Regions from separate parts of the Rattus norvegicus genome. Here region 2 is linked to region 1. A link is a contact called in public Hi-C data. All regions are on one chromosome and are shown on one strand. Each heading gives the region's core, a stretch centred on a gene start, on an enhancer-like site or on the middle of the called end of the contact. The rest is flanking DNA. Distances are from core to core; before and after follow the strand shown. Region 1 has its middle 310 kb from the start of Angpt1. Region 2 holds the start of Angpt1 (angiopoietin 1).

Region 1 (2,760 bases), core at 233-2,732:
AGATCAGAGAGAGTATGATTTCTCAAGCTGAATTATAATTCTAACTGTGAAAGAACATAGAGATCAAATGTGCTGGCCCTGGAAAAACTTTGGCAAACTTCTTAGAACTGTCTTCTGTCTTACTCCAAGATAGTTCCTTAGTTCAAATGAGGTTACCAACCATGATAGCTCATAACATTTGCCTTGAATAACCAAATATTACCTTTTCTCTGTATATTGTCAACATTGTTGAAATTTAAGACAGGTCAAATATATTATATTAGATAAAAGAAAAAAATTATTGCCAGTGTACTAAACTGAACGTTGTGGTATAAACAGCCACATTTTTGAGAGGGCCATGGTAATCAAAAGATGAGAAAAGAGAGATTTCTCACAATTGCTTTTGCTTGTCATTACATCGGTGATGAAAAACATTGGGCAGTTTTAAAATAAAAAGAACTTAGTCAGTGAGAATATTTCTACTATTAGAAAAAAAATCCAACAATAAGCAGCTATTCCTATTTAATTGCCGTATATATACTGGAGCACTTCAGCATGAAAAATGATTTCCTACTCTTCATGCTTTCCCACAATATCTCTTTTTCTATCTTGTTCTATACAAATCTCACAAAATGTCCTATTCTCATGACACTAGTGAACTATAAGCTCTTTGAGGATAAGTAAGTAAATGTCTGCATAGGACTTACTGTGGTACTCTGCAAAGTGTATAATTCATTGATTTAAACATTGTTTCATACATATTCTATGCATGCCAGAGTTCCTCATGTTTTAGGATGTATTCAAAGATTTTTTTATCCTATACACAAGTAATATCTCTTGATTTTGTAGCAGAAGTTTTCCTTTTTGGGGGTTCTGGAAACGCCTCAATCTTTGACCACATGTAGGCAAAATTACAAATAATAATAGGAAAGTTAGTCCCAGGTCTACAGCAATGTATGCCTTCTTACTCAATCTGTTTCTTTCTTTCTTTTGCAGATTGCTTGTTAATATCTTTCTAGTTTTTTTTACTTTATGTTGAATAGATGCAGACATTAGAAATATTTTTTATTTCCCTTGCAAGATACCAAGTAATTGCCATTTTGCATTAATGTACAAAGTTAAAGAATTTATTCTAACTCTCTGTGAATGTATTTTGACTAGTAACTTTGCCGAAGGAAAACATCTGTGGCTTGAAAACCAAATTGGGCATGTCTTTTTTTAAAGTCCAGAGCAATTTCACTTAGTGCCCGAATTCTTTCTTTGCATAGTTAAACAGTAAGCCACTGAGCTTTTGTTTTGAAAAGCTCCAAACACTTGAACTACTGTGGTGAGAGAGAGAACGAACACACACACACACACACACACACACACACACACACACACACACACACACACTGATTTTCATAAAACCTAAGAAGACAAAAGATTAGCCCAGACTGTTATGGTCTATGTAATGCTGGAAAGAAAATAGAAAATTTCACAATTTTAAGAAATGGACACTCCTACTGCTTTAACCCCCATGAGCCACGTCTGCCCTCAATAAAGCACAGGGCTGTTTTTAATGGAGAAGCCCAGTTCTGTTCACCAGCTATGCCGTCTCAGAAACTAAGTCTTCAAAGTTTGGGGAAAAGATTCCTTCGTTGTTCTGTGTTGTATGATGTATGAATGCTTCTGTTTCTGAGGCTCCTTCAACAATAATTAGTTCCCTCATCAATTTCTCTTCCCGTGCTCAATTGACAAACAAGTGCCACATGGGCAGAATGTCTGCATTCTCGGCTCTACAGAATTTGGGGGCATTTTTTTCCTGTAGGCTTCACAATAGAAATCCTCCCAGGAGGGTAATAAGTGGATGTGTGGTAATACAAGCCATGTGGGCCAGCCAACAGTGGAGTGTTACATCTTGGAACAGACCTCTCCGCTTAGTGATTAGCAGGTGTGATGCAAGAAGCCTTGGACTCAGCTCAACCTAAGTCCAGGGCCTGTTTCTGCTTTGTTCCCAGTCTCAGTATTAAGTTCTTAGGAAACTTATCATGTATCGATATGTTTCTATGCTCTTAGAAATGAAGTACCTAGGAAAGCCTACTGCAAATCTTTGTACCAGGCACAATTTTTCTGATTTTTTTCTTAAAAGTTTGCATATAAAACTATTTGTCTCAAGATCTACATCTAAGTTATTGTTTTCCTTATATCAAATAACAACATAGCTGATGATTATTGGTTAATCAGATCAATTCTGAGTCACTTTCTTGAGAGTGGGCTATTTTTCTCCCCAAGTGCTTGCACTTGGACACTGCCCTTCCAGGTAGCCTCTTACAAAGGCTCAGAAAAAGAAGTAGAGGGTGTCTTAATAATGCCAATCCACGTCATGGTCTCTTGCATGATGGTGAAAGAGGAAGAGAGCTGGTGAGGATCCCAGATTGCAATGCGGTCTCTTCGCTCGGACAGCAGTTTTATAATACTACCCACATCCTTGGTGTCTGGATTTGAGCAGCAGAGGAAAAGAACCCACATTGTTTCTACTGTTCTGAGAAACGAGGCACAGGCTAATGGCACATGAGGTGAAGAAAATATAAGAAGCTCTGAGCATCAGGGCATGCAAAGTAAAAGAAAAGGCACTCACGATCTGAAGTCAGGACTTAGGGATGGGGAAGATGGAGGAGGGGGAGGTGTAGGGCTGTTGACTTTCCAGGGGACAAAGTGAAAGCATTTGAAGACACAGAAGCAAAACAATAATATATGTTTGCACATGGTAAAGTTATGTCTGTTTTTCATGTCCCATGT
Region 2 (2,737 bases), core at 210-2,709, 310 kb after region 1:
ACAACAGCAGCTACAGAATGTTCTGTGGCTTACGAAAAAAGACCCACGCACTGATCAGTGTGACTTCTATAAATTGGGATCAAGTACGCACTCCGCATTAACGTTCCTCGGGAGACTGAGGCTCCCAGATGGCACTATCTCTGTTCCTAACCCAGGGAAGCAATGCTTGTCAAGAATTACCACAGCCTTCTCGTGTTCAGCCCAATCTGCAGGTGCACACAGGAGACTTTATGGGCTGAATTTCTATCCTTAATGTGAGCAAAAGCCCTTCCCTACAATTTTCCCATCAGAAGCTATTTTCTTGATTTCAGATGTCAGTCCTCATATATCACTTGTGAAGTTAAGTCCCTTTAACTTACAAATACATTTTTTCTAAACAAATGCAATATGAGTACTTCATACTTATTCTCATTTAATATTATTAAAGTTGGGGGTAAGCATTTTATGAAGATTTCCCATGGCAACTCACAAAACTCCTTGCTGTACATTCCATTTAAACTTCCGTATATATCACCATTATGATTTTTTTTTACACCAAGTTGCCCAAGAAGTGCGAGCTTTCTTTTTCAAAATTGGACTTTGACAGTCAGAATGCTCAAAATAAACTTTAGGGGGGAAAAAAGCAGGGTTGGCATAAAATTTGCCAGTGTTAGAAGCACATTTAGGAAGTCACAGGATCAGAGGTTCCCACAAGCCCAGGACCCCTGGCTTACCCAGGAAGTTGAGCCCAGAGAAGAGAGCCCTTTTCTTTTGCAAACACTGCCCCCCGGAGCAAAAGGTAAACACAAATGCCCCCTGCGGAACTCTGAGCTCGCTGCAGAGGGGGAGCCGGGAAGGCTCAGAGCAATTAGAAACCGAAAGCGATCACTTACTTTTTGCAGCCACTGAGTATAATTTTCCATCACATGCTCCAGATGCTGAAGTTTCTGGGAAGAGAAATCCGTCTCCACGTGTGGAGCATCCCTTTGCAGAGCGTTGGTGTTGTACTGCTCTGTCGCACTCTCACGGCAGTTCCCGTCGTGTTCTGGAAGAATGAAAGTGTAGGCACATTGCCCATGTTGAATTCGGTTATATCTTCTCCCTCCGTTTTCTGGACTCCGGCGCTGGTTGCTGCACCCTATGTGAGTCAGAATGGCAGCGAAGAATGCAAAGGAAAGGAAAACTGTCATTGTACTGCCAGCACTCGCCTTCCGTGCCTCCTGCAAAGCTTGCTCCTCTCTTCTGACCTTTAAACTAGTTCTTTATTTCAGGTAAAACTGCTTGTTTGACGCTCTCCCCGTTAAAGAAAGCATTTGAAGAAGATCCACAGAAAACTAGCCATTTGTTAGCTTTGTTCTAAAACGCGTTACTTAAAAAAATTACTGTAATGATAGTTTCCTTCGTTAAAACTTGAGATATTTATTGCAATAGTAGCTTAGATTTATTGTTTCCTCTCTGTGTAACCGTTCAGCGTGGAGCCTGCCCGAGTCAGCTGCAAGTACATATTCTAGTCCCTTTCCTCTACCCTATCTGCAGCAGATCTGCTATTTTCTCCCAGACCTCAGTGAGTTTTATTAAGGTTGCACATCCAAGCCAAGCTGGAAGCAGGCAGCCTTCACAAGATGACTTGACAGGAATGCATGAGTGTGCCCCTATGCTAAGGATTGCTGATGGCTTTGGGCGGCGGATCGGCTTACAAATTGGCTAGATGCGCATGACCTCGATCATGTATGGGCCTCCCGCCCCCTTCCGCAGACAATTGCCTTGAGCCCTTAGCAGATGCACGGAAAATCAATAAACAGAGCAGTCCACCTTAATACGTCTGGGTGTGCTTGCTGACCTACTAAAATCTAGCAAGCTAGAAATGGGGTTTCAAAGTGACTGTTTAATTGGGAAACCCTAATTTGACACAATCTCCAATGGATTATTTTTTTTATAATTCAATAAAATTATTAAATTAAGTTTTTTTTTACTTTGGGAAAAACATTTAAAAACTATTTTTAGAAATGGCATTCTTCCTTTGTATTTACATAGGCTTTACAGAGGAGAAGAAAAGAATCAAAGGATCAAATTATCAAGGAAATTACCATAATTTGTCACTCACAGCAACATATCACGTGCATACTAAGTAGTATTTTGAAAGCACCTTTTGGGATATGGATTTTAAATGAAGCTGGTTTCTTGGTCAGAATGCAGCTGTTCACATTCTGTGAGTATAAATTGAGCAACTTCCCTGCAACAACAATGTGGTTACAGTTTAAGACAGTGGCCTGAGAATTATTAATTCCTGTGGTACATGCTAATCATATATTTCACAAGAACCTCTGGCATTGCTATGGCTGTCCTTAACACGGGTATGGAAATTCCACACCAATCCTCTGTGGCTGCAGAGGCAAACTGTCTGAGAACAAGCATGTATCAGGTGTGCCAATGGCTTATACAAGAGAAACCTCTGTGGTTTTATTAAAGGAAGAAAAACTTGTGATCGGAAGGTGCTTTCCTAAGTCCAGAATATAAATATTTGAATAAAGATACAGACAAATACAAGGACCCGGAGATGGTTACGGAATTTAGGATGGCATCAGGATATATGTGCACAGGATGTGTGTACATGCAGGGTTTTCATTAGGAACTTCGTGGGCTTTGGGAGCAAAAGAGCCTCTCCTCTCAGGCATGTGTACAAACAGAAGCCACAGTGTGACTCTTGAGTCCTGGAATGGGAGTAGAGCAGTGGGGGAGGGGCAAAGGTGGTTACAGA

The links. Hi-C and Micro-C count contacts between places; a contact is called where the count stands out from the background.
Region 2: a Hi-C map of psoas muscle shows a contact between it and region 1, with 2.5 times the contacts expected there. The contact joins the promoter of Angpt1 here to the enhancer-like site in region 1.

What each region holds. Positions count from the first base shown.
Region 1 is chr7:75,354,554-75,357,313 of GRCr8, forward strand. No RefSeq gene overlaps it. Among named protein-coding and RNA genes, the nearest start is that of Angpt1, 310 kb to the right of the region's middle. Within about 2 kb of position 1,483, at least 5 of the 93 cell types and tissues checked have an H3K27ac peak or open chromatin away from gene starts, as enhancers often do.
Region 2 is chr7:75,667,237-75,669,973 of GRCr8, forward strand. It overlaps Angpt1 (angiopoietin 1), which reads right to left and starts at 1,460. Exons shown (of 9, transcript NM_053546.2): 1 at 873-1,460. The coding sequence starts at 1,169. It overlaps LOC102547184 (a long non-coding RNA gene), which reads left to right and starts at 1,113. Exons shown (of 4, transcript XR_005487102.2): 1 at 1,113-1,250; 2 at 2,014-2,188.